Linked DNA regions of Mus musculus: all the other regions are linked to region 4. A link is a contact called in public Hi-C and HiChIP or PLAC-seq data. All regions are on one chromosome and are shown on one strand. The core of a region is the stretch at or near the end of the contact, and the rest is flanking DNA. Distances in the headings are between cores, read along the strand shown. Region 1 has its middle 52 kb from the start of Gm41393. Region 2 holds the start of Asb8 (ankyrin repeat and SOCS box-containing 8). Region 3 overlaps Pced1b (PC-esterase domain containing 1B). Region 4 holds the start of Hdac7 (histone deacetylase 7).

Region 1 (6,544 bases), core at 1,541-4,040, 370 kb before region 4:
GCCATTCTCTGAGATGTGACTTTGTATGCTAAAAACATGAGTGAGTGAGAGAGAGAGAACCTTAAATGAAGAAGACATGAGGCCCCCCCGTGGGGACCCAGAACTCAGGCCATCTGCAGTGAGAAATATGAATAAAAGATCAGATGGAATCAGGACCAAGACACAACCACAGATTGGCCAATGGGAGGGTCGTGTTGTACTGTGGTTAAGCCAGGCTTTCATCTACCCTCAGAGAGAGAGGGCACTTCTGGGTTTTGCTATCTGATCGCTATGCTTTTAGATCTGCTTTCTCTGCAACCTTGTATACTATAACAGTTAAAAGACTCTTTAATGACTTGCCCAACCCCAACACACACAATCAAGAAGCTGGAAAACCACTAAACAGTGCGACTGGTGGAGATCTGTGACAGCTGCTTCCTGTTTGGCAGAGACCTGGAAACAACTTTGCCAGTACAGGTTCCCAAGGGGTCAGACACGTGTAATCCGGATTCAGCTGGAAGTAAGAGGTAGGTGGGCCTAAGAATGGCTTACAAAGCACATAACTAGCCATTTCCCCTCCCATCTCTCTCAGAAGAACCCTGGCCCTTCCACCCAGGCATAAGAACAGGATAAACCAGGGCATCGTGGGATGGTTAAGAACAAGACACAGAGAAGAGGAGCTGGTATTGGATAAAAATCTAACAGTGACTTGTGGGATCACCCCACTTCTATCGCTGGCCTGCTCCAGCTCAGCTTCTGAACTATAGATTGGATAGCATGTCAGAAGCTATGACTAGACCAAGAGAAAAGGTCTCTGACATTTTCTTGATGATGATGTCATGTCTACAAGCACTATTCTTGAACATATGCTAAGATTCTGGGCATCTCCTTTTAGTTCCCCATTCTTGGCTATACGTGGTTAGCCAAGGACTATTTGAAGAAAGAGTCTAACATGAAAGGGCAAGATAAAAATTATTAAAAATGCTTTGGAGGTTTAGATTGTATAGGGGATGCTAGTAAGAGAAGATCTCTGATCTGGAAAGCCAAAATCAGATGCTATAAGAAAAATAGATCATTAATAAAACAAAAAGAGAACGCTTAAAAAATGGAAATATGTCACTGAAACAATAAGTTGACTATCAGGGTTGGCAGGTAGGTCGGCTGAAACAGTAGAACAAAAAAGGAGATAGGAGGAGGGGAGGATAAGAAAGAAAAAGTGAGTGATCCGCCAAGAGGCCTGGTGTCTTAATTATAGGAGGTGGAGAACATGGGAGCTAAAGAAACAGAAGCGAAGAAACAGAAGAGCAATTCAAGCAAACCTCCCCAATCTACACTAAAAGTTCAGCTGGGTCCCTAGCATGCCTCATACTGCCCCATGCAATCCAGAAATCACATGGCACAAAGGCATGGGAAAATCAGTAACGTAGTACAAAGAACAGCAATAAGGATGGCTTTGGACGCTTTAACAACAGCAGGAAGTAGAAGTCAATGAGAAATGATGCTCTTATAACCGACTCAAGATGGAGGAAGCAGGGTCGTTAGCAATGGGACAAGGCGACAGGACCCCCCCCAGCCCCCCGTGGAGCCATGGGACAAGGCGATAGGACCCCCCCGGGGGAGCCATTGGACAAGGTGATAGGACCACCCCAACCCCCCCCCCGGGGAGCCATGGGACAAGGCGATAGGACCCCCCCAGCCCCCCGTGGGAGCCATGGAACAAGGCAATAGGACCCCCCCCCCCCGGGGGGAGCCATGGGACAAGGTGATAGGACCACCCCAGCCTCCCCCGGGGGAGCCATGGGACAAGGCGATAGGACACCCCCAGCCCCCCGGGGAGCCATGGGACAAGGCGATAGGAACCCCCCACCCCCCGGCCGGGGAGGTAAGCAAGGACAGCTACTATGCGGGGTCAGATATGACCTGAAGGTGTCAAGCAGGTCTTCTGACTCAGGAAGACACGGCTCCACACAGAACGGACATTTACATAACATGTGAAACATACCATTCTCATCCTTTCCCCCTCAAACATGGAGAGAGCGTCTTCCCTCTATACTCTCCACCCCACGTCTCTGGTCCCTTCACAGCTAACCTCGAGACTTCTCTACATCCTCAGGTCCCCATCATTGCAGCCACTGTGTGGCATGGTACAGAAGAGAGATAGAGAGACAGGACACGTATATGGTCACAGAAAGTTCTAGTAGGCATTGTAGGGAAGCAGTAGGCACTGGGAGGGCAGCGAGCAGGGCCGGGTGCGTGGGTGCAGCTTAGGGAAAGGGTAGAAAATTCATTAGCTGAGAGTGAGGATGGGGGAGGGGATGCTATGAGTCTGAGAAGAGAGTCAGTTGTGGGAAATGAACCTTCCCAGAGAGGAGGACATGAAGGCGTGCTTTCCTTTTTCTTGACCCGATTATGCAAAAATTGGAATCAATGTTTTTTTGTTTTTTGTTTTTTTTTGTTTTAATCTTTTAAAATAGTTTGTTAATTCTCTGAGAATTAATAATTCAATGTACTTTGATCATATCCACTCTTCCTAATTCCTCCAGGTCCTCACCTCACTGCCCCCCTCCCCTCTCCTCCCCTCTCCTCCCCTCCTCTTCTCTATATCTCTCTCCTTCTCTCTCTCCCTCTCTCCATCTCTCTCTCTCTCTCCATCTCTCTCCCCATCTCTCTCCATCTTTTTCCATCCCCTCTCCCAGCCCCCAGTCCACTGAGTCCCATTTGGGCTGCCCATATACTCATGGGTATAGATCCTCCACTGGGGTGTGCTCGACAGCGAGCCATGGGTCACACCCTTAAAGAAGACTGACTCTTCCCCCACTAGAAGCCGTGAACTGTCAATAGCTTCTCAGTTAACGGTAGACGCGGGGGAGCTCCTCCCACTTCCACGGTCGAGCTGCTAGGAACCCAAAAGTACAGCGACTGTGTCCTGTCACATCATTTTCCCAGGCTTCCCTGACATCTGCCTCTTACGATCTCTCTGCTGTCTTCTGTGGTGGTCCCTTAGCCTTGGAGTAGGGATCACCATATTTGACTTTAATAGTATTGTCACTTGCAAGGCTGTTTTCAAAGCAGCTATCCCTAAGCTTGGCCAGCCTTGGCTGGGGATAAAAGCATAAGCCAATTTCTAGCTACCTCATCCCCAGTAATCCCCCCGGTAAAACCAGAGGATGCTGAGAAATCCCACAGCCAGGTGCTCATGGCCACAGCCTGTGCGGGGCTGCGGCAGGGCGGGGCGGGGCGGGGCGGGGTGGGGTGGGGTGGAGGGAGGCTTCCTGGAGATGTTCTGTAGTGGTAAAGCATGGAAACTTTCTCACTCAAGGGGCTTTTGATTTTTAAGAAACGGAAACCGGTGCAATCAAACTTAAACACAAAAAGAGAGCTGCTTCTGTGTACCCACTGCTGCTGGGGGGGCCGGGAGCAGCAGGGGAGTAAGTCATTTTCCTTCACTTGCAGCAAGTTTGTCTTTTTCAATTACACCACAAAGATGGGGGGAGGGGGTGCTGGGAGCCCACCTCAGCTGGTGGCAGAACCCAGCTACCAGCAGCCACGTCTCTGCTAGTACAGCAAACGGACCATTGTACATGAGTAGTATGAGACCACCCAATCCTGGTGCCAGAAAGGTAGCATGCACAACCATGGACCAATGGAGGAGAGGAGGGGCGGGGCGTCTCGAGAGTAGGTACGTGAACCTTGTAGGGACATCTAAACGAGAACCCATGAAGAGCCTACGACTACTCAGAGTCCAGTGGACTTTCAGCCCTATACCTTTCTTTGCCTTGAACCCCGCCCCCACGAAGTGGAAACTTAAGGGTTTTTGTTTGTTTGTTTGTTTGTTTGTTTTTTGTTTTTGGCGAGTCAGTTGTGTTAGATGGTGTTTTGCTACAGAACTCCAAGGTCAAGAGGATTGCAAGCCAAGCCCTTTTAGCCTCCTCTCTGGCTAGTTCTGGTATTATATTCCTCAATGCCCTCTGTATGACATGTGAGAGTCTCACCCTCCCCAAGCCTAGAAATTTACTTGTATACATTATTTTGTTAATATAGACATTTCCCTTAACATTGAAGTAACAACTTAGCCCCAGAACCTCTCGGTACTTGACACAGTAAAGATTTTCTTCAGCTTCCCAGTCGGGCTGACTCGAGGCAGGTGCCAGCCTGTAGTGAAGGGGCCTATGAGTATCTCTCCTTGGTTCTGTCAACTCTGCCCATGATCTCAACCATCCACGATCACGGAGAAAACTGATACCAATTTTCAAGCCTGTGACCCAAGCAGATACATCACAGCTGCTCAAAGCCCTTTGGCCGGGGTTAGGCTTAGGGCTCCACCTCAGAGGGGGCTGGACATTTGAGAAAGATATAAGAATGTCGAAGCCATCTCTTGTCCAGCAGAGCTGTCTGATCAAAGCGACCTGCACGGCACAGCCCCTTCTATGTTGAAATCAGCATGGAGGAGAAATAAAACTGTACTGAGATAATCTAGTGAGATTTGGGGGCCTAATTGTATTCCCAGTGTAGACACGGTCATCCCGATTAACACAGGAACGTGTAAGAAAACAGGAATGAATGAGAGAGACAGTGCTGCTTGTTGTCCTACCAAATTACCCTTGGCTTTCTCTGGAGGCTGACAAAGTTATCCAAAACTCACGGGGAATAAGGAAGGAGTGAGAACAGCCGGTGTAACTGCGCACGAAATCAGGAGGAGGAACCAACTTACTCACCAAGACAATCTCGAGGTTCAGAAAGTACAGAAAATGCAGATTAACATTACAGAGACGTCGTAGGAAATAAGGCTGCTTTTTAACAGAGAGCACGGATCCCAGAAACAGGCCCAGATACACCTGAGATGTAGCAAGCAAATTATCAGGGTGAAGAAAAAGTTCGAAAATGCTTCACTTCCTGTGTCCGGCCAAATTCGGCATGGATTGGTAGCTGAAATGCAAATAAAACCAGAACAAGGCTCGGGGGAAAATGTCCCCTCCCCCCTTTTTTCTCTTAATTTAGAACTGGGAAAGATTGAGAAACATCTTGGACAAGATTGGCACCCTTAGTCATATAAAAATTATGGGGAGGAAGCGGTGCAGCTGGAGCTCGGAGAACAGCCAATAGGAGCCAAGCCTAGCCGGGTCTCTTCTTCCCTGCTCTGGCTTCAAAAGATGAAATTAAGGGCATCAGCCTTATCCCGGTGAATCATGTCATCAGCCTTTAAAAAGACTATAGCTTCTGAAGCAAGTGTAATGGCCAATGACTGTTAACGCTAAAGCAACGTTGAAGGAAAACTTCTGGGTAGGCGGAGACCTACTATTCTAGTTCAATGGGTCAATAGTCTGGTCAAAGTACCACCCCTCAGGAAGGACAGCCTACCCCTAGGGAGGCAAGCCCACCTTAAGCCAGGCCGAAGACTAAGACAGGATAATTATTTCCTGCCCTCAGTACAGCTCCTATAAGTTAGGCTGCTTCGAGGTTTGTTTTGGATCTATTCCGGCTGAGTCCTGGCTCAGAACGGTGTGACTATTCTCTGCACCGCAACTCCCTCCTGCCCCAATGCTGGCCATAACGCAAGTACACTTTTCTCTGTTCTTTGGGCTTCCTTGCTCGTTCTCTAAAACCTCGCAGTCCGCTGTAAGACTGACCTCTACGTCAGCCCTGGTTGAAGTTTGCTTGTATTAAAATGCTAAATATTGGCGTTTACAATACAAGAGAATCTGCATGTACATAAAGGATGCTATGTATGCTATGTAACCTTGCCCCCCTAAGTTATCTCCTATTGGTTAAATGAAGATGCTGGCAGCCAATAGGTGAGCTGAAGAGACATAGGCGGGGTTTGGAGTCTGGAGAGAACTACAAGGAGAGAGAAGAAGGTGGAGAGAAGAGGAAGCCACCATGGAGTAGGTGAATCAGGAAAATGTAGCCACGAGGGCTAGCCAATTAGAGTGAAGAGCTGCCCAGATGGGACATGGCAAATTATAATTTGGGATTATGGATGGGAAATAGATTCTAATAGTATAGAGGGTAGATATCTGCCCAGCTCTAGTGCGGATTAAGGCTTATTATAAATATAAAGGTTGTGTGTGTGTCCTTTATCTGGGAACTGAGTGATCAAAGACCAGGTAGAATTCCTGGATTGGGATTAAACATTTCCCACAACAAGTGTCACCATACGTCAGACTTCCACTCAAGCTTAACTCCAGCCGCGAGCTTTGGTTTGTGGGGTTTGGTTTGGGTTTGGGTTTGGTTTTTCGAGACAGGGTTTCTCTGTATAGCCCTGGCTGTCCTGGAACTCACTTTGTAGACCAGGCTGGCCTCGAACTCAGAAATCTGCTTGCCTCTTTTGTTTTGTTTCCTTCTCTCCATTCTCCTCCTGAGCTGCTGCCTGCCTTGAGTATTTTTCTTTTAAGCTTTAATAAAATTCTCCTCAAGCTTCTTTTTTTGTTTTTTTGTTTTTGTTTTTATCAAGACAGGGTTTCTCTGTATATCCCTGGCTGTCCTGGAACTCACTTCGTAGACCAGGCTGGCCTCGAACTCAGAAATCCGCCTGCCTCTGCCTCTCGAGTGCTGGGATTAAAGGCAT
Region 2 (6,166 bases), core at 3,470-5,969, 310 kb after region 4:
TCCTGTAACTGGATAGTCAACAGGAGAGGGGGCAATGGAAACATGACCAGCCCAGGAGGTAGGCAGGGAAGGAAAGAAAGCAAACGCCTTCCGGGAGCCATGTCAGCTTAAGTGAAGGGAAACTAAGAAAGGCAAAGGGATAAGATCCTTAGAATCACATGGGTTCATGGTTACACCTTGCTTTAGTAACGTAAATGCTAATGTCACCATGAGTTACAAAGTAAGCTGGAAGGTGCAAAGAGAACATGAGGGCCGAGTCTTTATGACTTGTGAATGCAGACACATTAAAACTGTCACTCACCTCTGCTCCCTTCTCCAGGAGGAGCTCTACGCAGTCGGCGTCGGACACCATGCAGGCACAGTGGAGGGGCTTCAGTGTGCCGTGCGTGCAGTTCACATCTGCTCCCTGTGGGAAGGAGTTGGAAGATACAGAACTGCCTGAGTGGAGAGGGGAGTCCTAAGCCCGAATACACCTAACTATGAGTACCTATTACTCTAGTAATGAGGCCCAATACTCAAACCAGGGGGATATGGAATACACCTAACTATGAGTACCTATTACTCTAGTAAGGAGGCCCAATACTCAAACCAGGGGGATATGGAATACACCTAACTATGAGTACCTATTACTCTAGTAAGGAGGCCCAATACTCAAACCAGGGGGATATGGAATACACCTAACTATGAGTACCTATTACTCTAGTAATGAGGCCCAATACTCAAACCAGGGGGATGGAAGAGAAGAAAAGGAAGTTCCCCAGAGCAGCGGCTGGAGAGTTGGCTCAGTGGTTAGGAGCACTTGTTCTTTTTGTGAAGGACCCAGGTTCGATTCCTAGCACTGCTTCCTCAGGCACCAGGCATGCATGTAGTTAGTGCACAGTTCCCCAGATTAAGCCACGAAGTTTCTCTACAATGCAGCCTGCCAAAATAGCCACCTGGACAAAAAGACGATCTACCTACTGTCTATGGTCACCATGCTCTGAAAGTCATAAAAATGAGTCTATCAGACTGAGGCCAGAACTTTGGCTCTTTTTTGCAATCCAACAAATGACCCTCACCAACCATGAGACCATCTTGATGTTCTGTCTGTAGACTCTTCGAGGCAGCCTGCATCTCAGCACTGTTCTGTCTGATAAAGAAGATCCCAAGTTTGGCTTTCAAACCAGAGCCCGGTGACTGCTGAGCAGTGCTGGGATTAGGACACAAGGAAGTTCCTCCTACCGACCCTGCCTCGCTGAGAGCGAGCCACCCGCACCTTCCTCGGCAGGGGTGCAGCTCTGAAACACTTACAGAACTGGACTGACATAGAAGATCCACGAGATGCGGAGTAACTACATGGTTACAAGTTCTAAAACATTATCCTGTTACTTCTCTTCAAAGTACACAGATTTTACAAAACCAAAACAAACCCGGAGAGGAGGGAGGTCTAGAACATATGTTATGAAGGGACAGACGGTGAAAGGGAGAAAGCGGGTGAAGCCTAACTGGGGAGAACATGTTTTACTAGTCAGCCTAAAACCACCGAGGAACCGACTATGTGCTAAACCAAGGCAGGGTCCCACCCCCTGTCCCCACCCCTCTTCCCTCCTCTCCATCCCTCCACCCCTCTCCCTCCCCCCTCCCCCGGCCCACCTCAGAGGCCTGCTCTGCCAGCAGCAACCCACTCACCCCTCTGATGAGGTCCTCTACGTTGTCATGTGGGAAGGAGCGGATGGCAGCGATGGTTCGGATCAGGCGTTCGGAGAGGGAGTATTTGCTCTGAATGCTCTGCATAATATACCACATGCTGGAACTCATCAAGGCTCAGAGTGTGTTCACATGCTCCAAACTGCCTGAAACAAAGTAGACACGTACAGTACCACTGAGTTGGCCTCTCCTTACGATACGGGTAAGCTTTTTTTTTTTTTGAGGACTCCCAAAAACAGATTCCAAGAACATATCAGTGATTATTCGGTGTCACCTCTTGGGATAGTAAGGCACTAGACTATAACAACTGTTAGGATGCTAAGTAACCCTGGACATTCTGACCCTTGGGTCCACATTCTTTCTCTCTCTCTCTCTCTCTCTCTCTTGGTTTTTTTTTTTTTTTTTCTTTTTTCGAGACAGGGTTTCTCTGTGCAGCCCTGGCTGTCCTGGAACTCACTCTGTAGACCAGGCTGGCCTCGAACTCAGAAATCCGCCTGCCTCTGCCTCCGGAATGCTGGGATTAAAGGTGTGCGCCACCACGCCCAGCACATTCTACTCTCTCATTTGACAAGATCCCCCCAAGGGTCAGGTCCTAAGACCCTCCTGGAGCGCAACACGGCCTTCAAAGGCTAGCAAGGAGTCTCTGAAGGCTGAAGAGAACATGCCACTCTCTTCCTGCTCTGAATTTTTGCTATTTTTTTCCTGGTAGCACCTTCAGGTTCCTTACACCCTTGTCTTACAATATACGTATGCACATATCATCGTTTCTCTGTCTTCTCTGCTCAGTAAAGCCAGCCACCACATCCCATACAACGTAGATGTTTAACAAATACTGGTCGCTTGACAGACTATGAAAAAGTGTGATGCCTGTGTGGAAGGGGAGGCAATGGAATAAACCTATCCTATGATAAGTCATCTGTAAAATATTTTCTTTTTTTTTTTTTTTTTTTAAAGATCCATTCATTTATTACATGCAAGTACACTGTAGCTGTCTTCAGACACACCAGAAGAGGGCGTCAGATTTCGTTACAGATGGTTGTGAGCCACCATGTGGTTGCTGGGATTTGAACTCTGGACCTTTGGAAGAACAGTCGGGTGCTCTTACCCACTGAGCCATCCCACCAGCCCGTAAAATATTTTCAAATATTCAAAGGAGAAAAAAAGCCGGGCAGTGGGGAAAGTAAGCATAGAACCACTCTGGAATCAACACAAATCTTTAAAACTTCAAGCCAATAAAAAAATACTTCCAATTCTGGGTAATAAGCAGATTTAAAATAAAAACATTTTAATAACTGGCTAGTCAACATGCCTGAGAAATATGGCTGTGCAAATGTGTTGAAACTACGTTATGGTAGAGAATTCTAGGATGAGCGGTGAAAGAAAATAATTCAACGTATTTAGATTCAACTACAATAAAAGCTTTAACTATGGAAGATGTGTTAAATAACAGCTATTGAGGTGGTGCATCCTTATAAAAAAAAAAAAAGCACCTATCAAAAACTGGAAAGAATGCCGGGCGTGGTGGCACACGCCTTTAATCCCCAGCACTTGGAAGGCAGAGGCAGGCAGATTTCTGAGTTCGAGGCCAGCCTGGTCTACAAAGTGAGTTCCAGGACAGCTAGGGCTACACAGAGAAACCCTGTCTCGAAAAACAAACAAACAAAAAAATCAACCCCACCCCTAAGAGTAAAGGTTATGAGAAGGTTTTTAAGTAGTGCCTGGCACATGCTGGTCCTCAATATAAATTTGTTAAATCCATATTTGAATTGGCATCACAGCATCAAGCACCCAGGATCGGACTCACCAAACCCCTGGGTTAGGTAAGTTGCTGTCAGGGTGTGACTCAGAAGCAAAAGCTTTACTGTAGAATATATATATATAATTACACATGCAACTACTAAGAAGCGCAAATTTGCGATGGGTTATCCCTTTATACATTCGATAATGTAGTATAAACTCTAGTTTCTTTTTGCTAATCAGTAGCCATTAACAGCTGTCTGAAAGGTATGCGAGGCTGTGGGTATGGCTTAGAATTCGGCAAATCCTGTTTTTTTTTTCTTAAACTTTGTAACAAAGGGGACAAAAAAGCATGGGGTTGGGAGGTGGGGTGGGCGCAAAGGTATAGTCCGGGTTTCAGCAACGGTGTTGGTCAGAGGGGACAAAGCAGAAGGCTTGACCTGATGTGGTTGTGTAAGTTCCTGGTACATTAAGCAGATGGCACTAAACCCTGCACTCATTTTATGGATGTTCCTGGCTTCCAGGCTAAGAACTCTACCTTGAAGCTCCAGGTGAAACTGTGTGCCTTTCGCAAGGACAGCATCTGCTGTCAGGATAGATCAAGATAATCAACTTCCCTGTGGCCCCCGAGGCCAGCAACCCTGCAATCTGACCCCGGTGGGTCCTTCCCTCAGCTGTGACTCGTTTGCTCCATGCCCTGTTTTTTCTTCTCCCTCCTATGGAATGTACAGAAAACTTTTTTTTTTTTTTTTTAAAGCAATGCACAAATACACTCAACAGACCCTGCTCAGGGCCGGCGTCGGCCTCGCCCCCGCGGTGACCCTTGGCCTGGCCGGAGGCTCCCAATCCCAGGACGCGGACAGCTGGAGGTTCGCAGCTGCCGGGTCTGGACGGACAGACGGACGGAGAGGGGCGGGGGCCAGGGCAGCAAAGGCCAGGGCTGCTGCGTCCCTTGCGGCAGGGACCCCCGGGCGCTCACAGCAATCCGGGCGAGTCCCGGGAGTCTCAGCCTGCACCCCGGGGCGCCGACCAGCCCCCGCCCCCACCACCCGCAAAGGCCGGGAACGGTGGCCGGGTCCGGAGGCACAGAGGCCGGGCAGGCGGCTAAGGGGCGTTCACAGGCTGCGAAGCACCGACTTGGGGGTGGGGAGGGGGGCTGGCTTCAACACCGTCCCGCACTCACGGCCGCACTCACCGAACCGCGGGTCAGATCGGTCCGGGAAGCCGCTGTCAAGGCGTGACCCGGAAGCAGAAGCGGCTCGCATCAGCCCCGGGGTTTACAGCGCAAGCCGGCCGAGTGCGTGGGCGCCTGCGCGCAGGCCAGTGTGAGCGAGCCGAGTGCGCCTGCGCAGACTGTGGACGTTGGTGGGTTCTTAAAACTTTCCTAAGGAGCTGGACGCATTCCCCTGTCGCTGCTTATAGGACGTGGGCGCGATCGCTAGATCACTCCTAGCCTCTGGCCTCGTGTCCTGGTCCAATGGTGGAGGAAAATCCCGAATTTTAAGCCTATTCTTATAAGTCTGCGTCTGTGTGGACCAGGGCATCCCATTAGTCTGCCTCCCAGAGTCTATATCTGCAAACAGTCCTGGCACCACATCCCCACCGTCTTCTCTGCTTAGCATCATCCATTTCAGAGTACAAGCGTCACATAATTGACAGAGCAAGCTGCTGGTGACTGCCTCTCAATCTTGATTTGAGGAAGCCCAGCTTATTTGAACTAACTCTCTCTCTCTCTCTCTCTCTCTCTCTCTCTCTCTCTCTCTCTCTCCCTCTCTCTCTCTCAGAATTTACCCACTACATAACAAAAGCAGGTTTGCACTTGTACACAGCAGAGGGTCTAAGGATCTAGCAAGATGAAGTACTGTAACCTGGAGGGTGGCAGTCACCTCTCTTCGGAGGTTCTGGGCCAGCTGTAGTTCAATGACCCAACACAGAAGGAAGAGTACAGGGTTCGGGCATTGGCTTTGAGACTGATGTATTTCGCTCAATTTCTCCGAGTATTATCTTTCTTGAGTGTTGGTGAAAGTATAACAACGTAAAAACAGAATTCTAGGCCTTTAGGCCCAGGCTTGGGAATGTGGCCTTTGTAAAGGTATGCTAATCAAAAAAGAGAGCAACATTCCTCTACCCACCCGCTTCCTGGGTTCAAAGAGTGCTCATTCAAAGAAAGTCACCCTGGCCATTACCAGAACCTGCAATGCAAATGTGCTATTGTTAGAGGCTCTTAGAAGCTGTCTTGAGAGTTAACAATTACCAGGTATTCCTTGTGACTCTTGTAACTTTACACTTCCTTGTGACTCTTAACTGGTATCTTTGGTATCTTCCAACAACACCCTCCCCACTTCCTTAAGTTTCGGTTTCTTCCTTTAAATACCCCCTTACCCAGCTACTCAGGGCGCCACGGTCCTCTACCCCTGCGTGGTGTATGACCATGGGCCCGAGAGCGCTCTTGAATAAAAATCCTCTTGCAATTTGCAGCAAGACCCGTTTCTTGTGGGTGATTTTGGGGTGTCGCCTCTCCTGAGTCAGAACGTGGGGGAGCCCTCACATTGTGGGTCTTTCATTGGCTGTAATAATACTTAAATATCCTTCTATTTCTAGAAAATTTGATTTTAAGTAAAAAACAAAGTCTTGCTTCCCAAATGCTTTCTCACTTGCCCAATTTCAAACCGCTGTATAGCTATCGTCATGGTACTGTACTACAAAATGGAGCTTGAGAGCACTTCATTATAAAATTGCAAAG
Region 3 (5,739 bases), core at 2,401-4,900, 450 kb before region 4:
CAACTGTTGAGAAATCGCCAGTAATTTACTAGGCTGCCCTCCCCTCTGGGCCAGAAGACCTAAAGCAGGCAGAGTGCAGATCTGGCCGGGAACTCCAGCTGGATCTAACCCCAGGGCCAAATCCCGGGCCCTCCCTCTCAGCCTGGTGGCTTTATTGCCTAACTCTGAGTTATCTGCATACAAATAGTATTGATAAGGTGATGGGTGGTCCTTTGTCTTCCTCCTCCTGAGTCTAGGGAAGAGAAGCCATTTACAATCTGGCTGAAGCCAAAGCCAGAACTCTCTGGGGTAAGATAGGCTTGAGGGTGATTGAGACCAAGGTGGAAGAGGGCCTTGAGAAAGAGCAACTTTGAGGGAGTGCCCTGGGAGAGAAGAGAGGTACGGCAAAGGCTCCAGGGGAGGACAGGACCCAGCGGGGCCGGTGACACGGACTCAGGAGGGCGTAGCAGACGTACGGTCAACAGCAGCTGGAAAGGACGAGAATCGGCCTTTGAAAGGAAGCCAAGGAGCCAGTGGTGACTTACTGACAAACGTCTTCGGGTTTGATGCGATTGGGAGCCAAATTAAAGTCAAAGGAGGAGTGAGTGGGAGGGAGAGGACCGGACACAGGCTGTGCAAACAGCGCTTTAAAAATGTGGCTTTGAAGGCCAGGCGGTAGGACAGGCCTGGAGGTGGAGCCAAGGAAAGTTACCTTTCTTTTTCGGAGCAGCGAGACCTTAGAAGGGTGGGAGCTAACCTTAGGACTAGAGACTAGCATGCCGAGCGCAGGGTCAGCCCACGGGGAGGTAGCCTGAGATGTAGGAGGCTCCCGGCGAGACTTGGCTTGCTGATCTAACCCAGGAGGTACGTGTCTGCCTTTGCGCTCGATGGGAAGGGGGACCCCGGGGTGGGGGTGGGGTGAGGTGGGGTGGGGTGGGGGCTTCGGGGCCTCGGGCTTTCTCTAGAGTGGGGCCAGCTTGCTGTACTGGAGTTGGAAAGGGGCCCGGTGTCCCACAGGCGTGACTAGGCCTTTGAGACACCGGGTCTCCTCTCATCCCCTCTGTTACTGGAGGGGAAACCGAGGCTCAGAGAAATGAGTTTCCAGACTGAGACCAGTATGGCACTGCTGTTTCTTGGAGCATTTTCCTTCCCCTGTTAGACAGATTATAGTGGAACTTGAAGTGACGAATCGAGATGGTGAGGTTAAAATTCGCATCGCTGTATGCGGTTGAAATGAAATTCTCACGAATTGTTTAAAAGATCCACGGCGGTGTGCACACCTTGAATCTCAGCCCTCGGGAGGCAGAGGCAGGAATTCTCCCCGAGTTCTAGGCCAGTCAGGGCTACAAAGAGACAGTTCTCAAAAAAATTAAAAGACACTCCAAATTGTCCAAAAAGATTCTATTTTTCCCTAAAAAGTGTCTGCATAGCAAGTGTTAGGGGTTTCCATCTCACTCTTAAATTTATTCCTTACATTTCTTTATATAGCCCATATGAAACGGTCGGTTTTTGTTTTGGGTGGTTTTGTTTTTGATTTTTCGAGGGAGGGCGTTACTGTGTAGCCCTGTCTATCCGGGAACTCACTCTGTAGACTGGGCCAGGCTCTAACTGCTGTAAGAGTTTTTAAGCTTGTAATTTGTAAACATGTAATCGATTTTTTTTTTTTTTCAAAAGAATCGTAGTATTAGGCATTAGTGTGAGGGATCATAAAGCCACAGGCCAGCAAGGCCATCTCAACTCTTGCCTAAGCAGTACTTGAGGTCACCTGGAACACACTTTGAAGGGCAGGCAGGCATCTTCCTGGTTCAAATTTCCATTTATGTCACAAGTGTCAACCAGGTTAAATGTGCAAGGTGACAGCTGTCAAGGCCCTGACACACACTGGAAACTAGTTTTTTTTTTTTTTTTAATAATTAGACCAAAGGGCTGAGGCCTGGTAAGCAGGTAGCGCCACCTGGGAGGAGGAGACTGGGTCCTGCCAGCGGTTCCCCAGCAGTGGTTTCTTTATAACCACATGTAACCACATTCTTCACAGGACTTTTATGTATTTGATGTGACCCTAAGGCCACCTTTAAAATATTGTTTCTTTAATTTTTGGCGGATATTAACTTACTTACCTCAAATCAAAAGTTTGGTGAATTCCCAGTTCAGGGTCCAGTGACTGCCCCTCCCCCAGAATACCCATAGCCAGTAGTTGGAAGGCAGGCAGGCTTTGTGGACCACCCTAGGATCCTTAATTGTCTTAGTAGGCCTGGTCCAATCTAATGTAGGCCCATTATAGGCCATGGATTTTTTTTTTTTTTTTTGACAAATTTAGTTCAACTTTAAACTAATACCAGAACATAGGAAAGTTGAGTATGTGAGTACCCTTAGAAATAAGTATTTTCTTGTCTATACATGCAATGCCTTAACATTGAAAGAGATCTTGGAAAAGTCAAAAGTACTGATTTGAGATGGGTATGTTTAAATCTCGGCATTCAGGATGCAGAGGCAGGCAGGTCTCCCATGGTCAAGGCCAACCTGATCTAAACATCGTTGAGTTCCAGGCTACGTAGTGCGACCCAGTCTTAAAAAAACTAGATAGATGGATGGATAGATAGGATTGATAGATAGATAATAAATTAGATTCTCCCAAAATGCCTTTAAACAGAAAGGAGCTATTTCTAATCCTAGTATAATGTCACAGTAGGTATTTAGTCAGATGCATGAAATTATTAAACTCCTTACCTGTTTTTCCTGCAGGAAGCCCAGGCAGGCAGCACCCCTTTGTCAGGTCTGTCTGTATGATTTAAGACCTCTGTCCTATCCCTAGGGCAACTGGCCTAGTTCATTGTCAGTCTTCCAAAACTAACCTAATTATTACAAAACATTGATTAATGAAAAATAAATGCTCTGGGTTTGGCTTGGGATAGCTATGAAGTAACAGTCAAAGATTTATAATTTATGCCTTATGAAGCTACTGAAAAATTAATCATCCCCAAATTGAGAAATACAAGCAAGTTCTTTGAAAGTCTTTTTTTATTTTATAGCAGTAGCCATCATTAATGCATATTGCTCCCACAGCATTACAGCCCCAGATCTTGCAGCAAAACAGAAAGTAATTAGGATTTGGGGAAGCAGGCCACATTTTAAGAGTGGAATTGAAGGTGGCCATGACAGTCTTGTACCCCTCTGCCTCCAACCCCGCCCTCTCCTCAGACAGCCTTGGGCACTTGTGCACAATCTCTGTAGGACCAGCTCCCACCTTATCTGTCCTTGGCAGCCTTTTTCTTATCTCTCCCCTGCAGGGAAGAGGCCAACTCATTTTAGTCTTTTGGGGTAAAATTCATCCTTGGCGCCTTGTGCTGGAATTATAGGTGTTTGACCACCACACCGGCTGAGACAACAGCTGACCCACTGTGTGTTCCCTTCTCATTATGTGAGTCCGTAAAGTAGCATCCAAAAACTACTAAGGGAGTTTAGCAAATGTCTCTAACCTGCCTGTATGCAAATCCCTTTTGTTTTTGTTTTTGTTTCAGTTCTTATAAATAAGACCCGGAACTGGAAGTTCCCGGTTGGTCTTTGTTAACCGCCTGAGATGATTCACCCTTTTTCTGACTGTTCTCTCTGTCCACTAAAAGCGGCATTTAGGTTTTGCTGTATGTATGGAGTGAGTGCCCTTCCTGCGGAGCCTGTTCTGGCTCACGGGGGCAGAGGGTGTCTGGCTTGGTCCGGTTGTTGCCTCCTCCTCTCTGAGTTTTGGTTTCAGTTGCTCACTGGGATGCTTCCTTTTCTCCCTCCTCCATGCCATCTGCCCCTTCTCCCCCCCCCCCCGCCCCCCCAGGACAATGGAGAATTCTTGTAGACTCTGTTTGACTTGGCCCTGATCCTTGGGAGCAGCGTGTGGTCCAAGGTGCCCTGGTGAAGATACCGGGAGCCACCCTTTCCCACAGGGAAGTCGCAACCTGCGGTATTTCGTCTTCCTGGGTTATGCTAACACCTTGTTCAATATTGGTGTCTCAAGCTTGAAAATGAGTGACGAGATTTGGTATATTTATTCTCTCCAGCCCCGCCCCCAGGTACACACAACCATCCGCTCTGGGTAGTTAGCTCCCTAGGAATAAAATGAGTAAATCTTAGTTCCAATCTCTCTATAACCTTTCCTATAGATTAGGACTGGAGAGAATGATGCTTTCTGTAGGTCACCCAAGAGCCATTCTGTGAATACCAGCATATGTTCAAAACCCTTGCCTGCCATCGCCTCCGCTGGTCTTGTAGAACCCCCGATGGCAGATGAACAGTTTCTTCTCTCTTTGCACGTGGTTAAACTGCTCTTCTGTTGTAGCTTGCTCTCTGAGAATCAATCTTGGCAGGGTTGTTTTTAAGTACGTCCTGGCTGAAGAGTTTGCTCAGGTTGAGAGCCCCGCTGTTCAGAGCCCAGCACCTCCCCACATCAGGCTGCTCACAACTGCCTGGAACTCCAGCCTCGGGATCTGACACTCGGGTCTCCGTGAAGACCTGCAGACTTAGGAGAATAAACAATATCTGTGTACGCAACACTTAATCCCCACTTAATCAAGTCAATGTGAGTCCTGTAGTGCTGTTTCACAGAGAGGCTAAGGAACTTAGCCTCAGCAAGCAGAGCCTGTCCTGCCCGCCCCCCTACCCCCCATGGTATCTTGGTTCCAAAGAAGTGTCATCTGGTATGTTTATGTCTGAGGCTGGCCTTGAACCACTGATCCTCCCGTATTGTATTACAGGTTTGTTTGCACCACCGCACCTGGCTTATATTACAATTATCAGTGACCTTCCTCCCCCTACCTCCTTTTCCTTTTTGGTATTTTAAGAAAAGGTCTTACTATGTAGACCAGGCTGGTCTAAGAGCTTAGGGTTATCCTCCTGCTTCCAAGAGCTAGCATTACATAGTCCTATGATATACTACCAAGCCCAGTTTCTCAGTGATTGTGAGCTAAGAGGACAAATAACGTTTAACTCAGGTTTTGTTTTGTTTTTTTTCCCCTTTTCTTTCTTTCTCTCTGTTGTTTTTGTTTGTTTGGGTTTTTTGTTTGTTGACTTGCTTGTATGTGTCTTTTGAGACAGTGTCTCATGTTCACCAGGCTGGCTTCAGACTCACTCTGTAGCCACAGATGACCCTGAACTTCTGATCTTCCTACCTCTCTACCTCCCAAGCCCTGAGATTGCAGCTTCTGCCTCCACCCCTGGTGATGTGGTAACGGGATCCAACTCTTGGCTCTGCGTGTTCTCCGTGAGCACTGTCAGCCGAGCAGCATCTGCAGCCCTGTGTGTGCGATTCCTCATTAACGCCTCATTTGCTGCCTCGTGATGATGAGCTGATGTTGTTGATCTTTCTTTTTGAATTTGTTGAGACAGGGTCTCTTTGCGTAACCTTGGCTGTCCCCAGAGCTCACTAAGTAGACCAGGCTGGCCTCTAACTCATAGATACCTGCCTGTCTGTCAAGTGCTGGGAATAAAGGCTCCCTGCAAAACTTTTTTTGATTACAATGTTTACGTGATTAATGGGTAAAGACAGGTGAGTGTTTTCACCTGTTCTATGAGAACTCACTGTTCTCCCTATTTTCTTAATTGATACTTGGGACCACTTAAAACCACAAGCTGCATAGCCTTAACATTTTAATTTGTTAGTTGGGCCCTGTTGTCTCTTTCCTTTAATACCAACACACTTGAGAGGCAGAGGCAGCCGATCTCTTTGAGTTCTTTAAGGCCAGCCTAGTCTATATAGTGAATTCCAGGAGGGGCCAC
Region 4 (5,874 bases), core at 897-3,396:
TTACATTATTAGCTCACCTTTCTCTGGGGGCTCCTGTCAACGTTGAAACGACCAGTTCTTAAAGAAAGGCAAAGAGCAAAGAAGGCCAAGAAAGAAGTGTGCCTACAGCTATAAAAAGGTCCTCATTTCCAATCCCATCACAACTGAGCCACTAGGAACTAGATAGGTGAGAACCATTATCCCTGAGACAAGGACACAGGAGGCTCTGCCTGTTCCCTTACTCCCCGTGGATTACTGACTGGCTATGTGCGGTTGGTCCCTCTAGCTCTGAGCTTTGGAAAGTGAACTGAGAATCCTCCCCACCCACCCACCTTATCATGTTAATTTTGAGAAAAGCCTGCTTAAGTAAGGTGACCTGCTTAGAAGAGAAACCTTCTTTGCCTCAAAGCTCAGCATATGCCCTTGAGACACAGAAAAATGCCCCAGCTAAGGGGCCAAACTGAGCAGCAGGGGGCTCAGATGCACCCTGTACCTAGCTTTTCCAACGCACAGCTCTGAGGGTCTAGCTTGGAAAGGACATCATAAAACTAAAGACAGAGACACAAGCCTCAGCCCCATTGGGTTCAGGACTTGGTCCAATCTCAGTTATCTGGGTACCATACACTGGAACTGCTTTGTGCCTCATTTCCCCCCCAGGAATCACTGTAAAGAAGAAAAGTACTTAGTTACTGAGGGGAGACGTGAGGCTGCAGAGAGCAAGGAGGTTAAGAGTGAAGGATGATTTGCGGCGGATGGAGAAGAGGCTCGGAAGGTTGGCACAGAGGGGAGGCACGACCGCAGCCCATGGGGGTCCTCTTGGGAAGAAATGGGTCACCTAAGTACAAGTTAGAGGATAGAAACCAACCAAAGTGACAGTCTGCAATGGAATTTGAGCAAATCTAGGTAAAAGTCTGGAGGACTAGCTCCTGATTCCAGATGTTGCACTCCCTCCAGGGCCACCGAGGGCCAATGTCCTATTATCACCCTGAAACTTTGGCAGGCAGAACTGGGCCTCAAGCAGATGCTGCGTTGGGATGTGGGAAGGGATACTTAGCAGCAAGCCAACCCCGCCAGATGATGCAGGATGCTTTGGGGGAGTGCTGGACAGCCAGCAAGGATAGTTCAGGGAACCAATGGTCAGCCCTAAGTCGGCCCCAAACCGGCAGCCAGTGAGAAATAAGTGGGACTCATTAAGCGACCTGCATGCAGGACTTAGGTTTTTCTTCCAACTCAATTGGCGGAGAAATCGCAGTGGCGAAAAGACAGTTCAGTTGCCAGATTTGCCCGGGTTCTCATACTTCTCAGTACTATCAGACTGGGGGTGGGTGGGGGTGGGGGGGCTAGATCCAGCTCCCCACCTCCCTACCTCTCTCAGTACTCAGCCTGCGGCCCCCACTTCCCCACGCCTTTAACTGTCCTCACTGCTAGGCTGAACACAGTGTCTGTCTCTCTATGATGGGTGATCAAGGATAAGGGGTGATGCTCAGAGAAATCTCCCAGCCCAGTACCCCTCCAGGGGACGTTTCCCTCAGCTACAGGATCTGAGTAGGGCCCTGCCCAGTTCTACAAGACAGGGGCGCTGATGTCCAGCCCTGCAAGTTCTGCGCCAGTTCAGTGGGTCCTAGCCTTTGCCCTCCCGCTTCCAAACCTTTGGTCCCGGAGCACCGCCCCCTCCCGGGCCTCGGCGGCCGGCCGTGCCTCCCGGATCCCGGGGAGGAGGGTGACGGGACGCCCGGCCCTTGCACAGGCGGCCCCGGGCCTCCCACTGCCTCCCCGGGGCCTGTCGCTGCCCGGGAGCGGGCGGATGTGGGCGCCCCGCAGGAGGCCGGAGCCCTTCGGCCCCGGAACCAGCCGGGGCAGCGAGCGGGCCAGAGCCCGGGCGAGCGGGCGCGGTCCAGGGCGCGCGGAGGACCCGGCCAGCCGGACCGGCCGGAGACCCAGCCGCAGCCGGAGCGGGAGCCGGGGCGAGCAGCGCAGGGTGCCGCGCGCAGGGCGGGGCGGACGGGGAGGGGGTGGCCGCCCGGTACTCACCCGCGCCGGGGCTGTGCATCCAGGGGCCGGGGCCCTCAGAGCCGGGGGCTCATGGCGGGCGGGGGGCCGGGGCGCCGGCCTCACATCCCCCCGGTCGCCGGAGGCTGCAGAGCGACTGTGAGACGGCGAGAGGAAGGGAGGGGGCCGGGAGGGGGAGGGCCCTGGCAGCCTGGCCGGCCGGGTAGGATGACAATGGAAGGAAATGCTTTATCTGAGTCTGAGAGCGGGCCAAGGGGGAGGGGAGGGAGGGGGCCGGCGCTGGCGGCCCTGGGACACACCACCCGGGCTTCGCTCAGCAGCACACAGCCTGGCGGCAGACACCGATCGCGGCGGGGCGCGGCTCACCGCCCGGGAGGCAGCGCCGAACCCGGAACGCGGGACGCGGCCGGACCCGCGCGCGGCCGCGGAAGCCCCAGCCGCCGCGCGGCGCTGCGCCCCGCGCACAATTCCCGGAAACCCAGATACCTGAGTGCACGCACCCGTGCATACACAGCGTACACGGGCGTGCATCCATGTTTACACAAGCCAGGGTGCTTTACGCTTCGGGGAAGGACTCCTGTGCACACATCTACACACTTAAGTCAACGAGGGCAGCGCTACACACAGGGAGAGCAGGGCACGCTTGGAGTCTCGAGCAAGGAATCCCAGACGGACACCCCTGCCCCATCCTAACACACACACACCACACACACACACACACACACACACACACACACACACACGACTCTCCTCAGGAACACTTCAGGATCTGATTTGAACCACTGCCAGTCCAACCCCAGTGGCACCCCCCGCCCCCACTGTCTGCTGAGGGGAGCAGAAGGGTCCAGTCTGTTCCTATTAAAAGAAAAAAAAAAGGGGATGGGGGGTGGTGCAGTTTTCGAAACTTAAAAAAAATTTTTCTCAAGGGATTTCCTTCCATCCTCTCCTCTTCCTCTTCCATTCCTCTCCCTCCACAATGACCCTCCTTTGCCCCCCCACTCCTGGACCCTATGAGTCAAACTTCAGCAATGTGCCCAGTGTCCCCCAGTGCATTACAGCGGATCACAGAAATGTTCCAGTCTGTGAGTCGGAATGCAGCCGCCTCCAGCCCTCCCTCAGCTAATAAACTCAGCTGAGGACTGGCTTTGCACTGAAGCCCTCCCTGCCTCTCCCCCATCTTAGACGGGAGGAGGTCAGATTCAAGGGTCAGGGGCCGAGGACCTTCCCACTGAGTTTCCTGGCTTGGCCTGTCAGTCCTGTTGCCTCCAGCAATTTGGCAGGTCAGAAAACTGGGAAGGGAGAGCGGTCATTCACCAGGAACACTATGCTCCCCTGCCCTTGAGGTGCCCGCCACTGAAAGGCAGCTTCCTTCTGGTCCCAATCTACTCTCTGAGTCCTCGGAACTCCAAGAACCTTTAGAAGGGGAAAATGAGGCAGACCTAGAGATGTGATATCTTGGAAGCCAGAGTCTTGAGTGGCCTAGAGGGACGTTGGCCATGTTGCTAGGTCACACACAGGTCTAGACTCATGTGCCCTTGTTCAGCTGCTAAGTGTAACTCCTCTGTACCTGTTAATGGGTACTACAACCTTGCCCTAGCATCCATGGCCTCTTGCAATGTGGCACCACACACATCCCTGCCCAGTGTCTCCTGGTACTTTGCTCAGAGGTAGTTACCGTTATTACTACCACAGCCAGCCCTGTCAGCTAGCTGTTCATGTCCCCATACTTACCCACTTCCTTGCCTTGGCCTAAGACACTCCCTACAGAGTAAATGCCGCTCTACCTTTCTCCCTTCTGTTGTTGAAATCCCTTCATCTCCTCTGAAATGTTTCACGATTTCTGTAGCCTCAGCCGGAAGGATTTTCTTTCCCTTGAAGGACTCCACCCCAGCACTGATTTTCTCCCAGCCGCACTGACCCTCAGCTGTCTAGTCTATGAGTCTGAATCTCTTCTTTATCACAAGTGTTCAAGGTACCTAGCTTGGAAGCACTGCCTCAGCGTGGCTTCCGAGTTCTTCATTGACTCATGAATATTCATGACCTTCCAAGATCTCCCTCCAGCTAGACATCTCTAATAGACCCTCTGTCGGAAGTTGTCCATTCTGGCTCTGCTAGACACTTCCTCATCCACTGAGCTGTCTTTCCAAACCAGAGCACTCTACTTCCAACGACTTCCGTGAGGGTTACAGACTTCAGGGGAAAAAAGAAACCTGTGTACAGAGGACCCCCAATCTCTCTTGTTATCTCTCTCCTCCTGTAACCGTACATTGCCCCCACATCTTCCTTTCCTAAAGCTGTTTCTGTGCTGAATTTCTTGTTCGTTAATTTCTACTGGCGCAGCATCCGTGCATCTGCTCCTGAAGCTACCTCTTCTCTTCAGTCTAACCACTGACTTCTGAGTGATTGGGATAAAGATGTGTGGCCACCCATCTATGCTCACCACCCGTCTATGCTCACAATGGTCACCTGTGGCTTTCGGTTCACATCAGGACTCACTGCCTGCAAAATGTAGGCAGAGAGGAGACCAGCACTTGCGGTATGTTTCTGGGGTGCTGAGCCAGATGTTTCTGGGATGCTGCCAGAGTTACCTATGACTCCAATATCCCCTGCCTCACAATGGATTCCCAAGCCAATGCTAAGTTCCATGTTCCCTGGTGGCACATGTTAGCCTCCTGGGACCTCTAGAGATAGATATACGACAGAAAAATCCAAGCTACCTCCTTGCTATGATGGCTACCACGGGCAATTTCTCAAGAGCCCTTGCATCCAGACTTCTCACAGCCTGCTCAGCTGAATACCAGGTATAAGAGACAGGCAGACAGGCAGACAGGCAGACAGGCAGACAGGCAGACAGGCAGACAGGCAGAGGTAGAGGCAGAGGCAGGTGGGACTCCATGAGTTCATTATTAGCCTGGTCTACAGAGCTAGTTCCAGGACAGCCAGGGCTACATAGAGAAACTCTGTCAGGGGGGGGGGGGGGTGTATTCGTGGAGGGACTGGTCCTGTAGGATCTGCCATGAGTTGTTCAAAGCTCTCCCTGGGGGTCACTGGACAACAAAAAGCCTGCATACCCCTTTCTGTTTTCTGTCCACTTAAGGCCTCCACATCCTTTTCTTTCCCCTTTCTTCTCTTCTTGCCTTGGTGGGCTACCTTTTACCAAGTGTTTACAAAGAGTCCCACTCTGGCCTTTGGGCAAGTATCAGGTCATTAATTCTTCTTCTATGTTTTGAAGATTTGTTTAGTTTTATATTATGCATACGAGTATTTGGTCTGCAAGCACGTATGCATATATGGTGGTCAAAGAGGACAGTAGAGGTTGTCTGCCCGCCTGGAACCAGGAAGGTTTGTCAGATCCACTGGAACTGTAGTTAATCTACCCATGGTTGTGAGCTTTTATGTGGATATTAGTTACTGAACCCCGGTTCTCTGCAAGAGCAACAAGTGTTCTTAGCCACTGAGCCATCTCTCCAGCTGCTACACACACACACACACACACACACACACACACACACCTGCCATCTCTTAGTCTTAATTATCCTTGTTATGCTCATAAATCGAGTATGGCCCATAAAGGTGAAGAAACCCGACCAAAGTTGCTCAACAACTTAGAAGCCATCTGCTCATTCAACAAATGCTGTTGGGAGCCCACTTAAGACCGAGACTCAAAGTTGCAGAGAAGTAACCTGAGTGTCAAGGCACTAGCAACCAAACCTGTGCGAGCCTTCTACAGGTGCTGACTGCAGCTACCCCAACCTGCACTTACTCTCCCACATGCCTCACAAAGCCAGCCAGGGTGTGCTCACTCCCCAGCCCCACACCCACCCACCCAGTCCGCAGGCAGCAGCATTGCATGGAATTAGGTTGAATCCAGGATCAAGTCCTAAC

What was found. Hi-C and Micro-C count contacts between places; a contact is called where the count stands out from the background. HiChIP or PLAC-seq counts read pairs in DNA pulled down with a chosen protein or histone mark.
Region 1: a contact with region 4 is called in a Hi-C map of CD8 T cells, with 2.7 times the contacts expected there. The contact joins the enhancer-like site here to the promoter of Hdac7 in region 4. A contact is called at or near these places in 1 of 39 promoter capture datasets (the C10 cell line), 4 of 484 Hi-C or Micro-C datasets (CD4 T cells, CD8 T cells, Th1 cells and 1 more) and 2 of 115 datasets of contacts at active chromatin or transcription factors (memory CD8 T cells and thymic regulatory T cells).
Region 2: an H3K4me3 HiChIP or PLAC-seq map of pro-B cells shows a contact between it and region 4, with 2.1 times the contacts expected there. The contact joins the promoter of Asb8 here to the promoter of Hdac7 in region 4. A contact is called at or near these places in 2 of 484 Hi-C or Micro-C datasets (cardiomyocytes and myeloid progenitors), 2 of 115 datasets of contacts at active chromatin or transcription factors (memory CD8 T cells and pro-B cells) and 1 of 9 other capture datasets (embryonic stem cells).
Region 3: an H3K27ac HiChIP or PLAC-seq map of thymic regulatory T cells shows a contact between it and region 4, with 3 times the contacts expected there. The contact joins the enhancer-like site here to the promoter of Hdac7 in region 4. A contact is called at or near these places in 2 of 484 Hi-C or Micro-C datasets (CD4 T cells and CD8 T cells) and 3 of 115 datasets of contacts at active chromatin or transcription factors (effector CD8 T cells, memory CD8 T cells and thymic regulatory T cells).

Annotation. Positions count from the first base shown.
Region 1 is chr15:97,455,496-97,462,039 of GRCm38.p6, forward strand. No RefSeq gene overlaps it. Among named protein-coding and RNA genes, the nearest start is that of Gm41393, 52 kb to the left of the region's middle. Within about 2 kb of position 2,791, at least 59 of the 459 cell types and tissues checked have an H3K27ac peak or open chromatin away from gene starts, as enhancers often do. A contact at or near this core is called in CD8 T cells, Th1 cells, memory CD8 T cells and 2 more, where this site is marked.
Region 2 is chr15:98,140,983-98,147,148 of GRCm38.p6, forward strand. Asb8 (ankyrin repeat and SOCS box-containing 8) reads right to left here and starts at 4,720. Exons shown (of 4, transcript NM_001170710.1): 1 at 4,619-4,720; 2 at 1,669-1,832; 3 at 302-406. The coding sequence starts at 1,797.
Region 3 is chr15:97,376,446-97,382,184 of GRCm38.p6, forward strand. All of the region lies in intron 5 of Pced1b (PC-esterase domain containing 1B), which reads left to right. Among named protein-coding and RNA genes, the nearest start is that of Gm33325, 22 kb to the left of the region's middle. Within about 2 kb of position 3,651, at least 55 of the 459 cell types and tissues checked have an H3K27ac peak or open chromatin away from gene starts, as enhancers often do.
Region 4 is chr15:97,829,349-97,835,222 of GRCm38.p6, forward strand. Hdac7 (histone deacetylase 7) reads right to left here and starts at 2,147. Exons shown (of 25, transcript NM_001378971.1): 1 at 2,011-2,147. The coding sequence starts at 2,029. Gm33636 (a long non-coding RNA gene) reads left to right here and starts at 1,338. Exons shown (of 4, transcript XR_001781759.2): 1 at 1,338-1,957.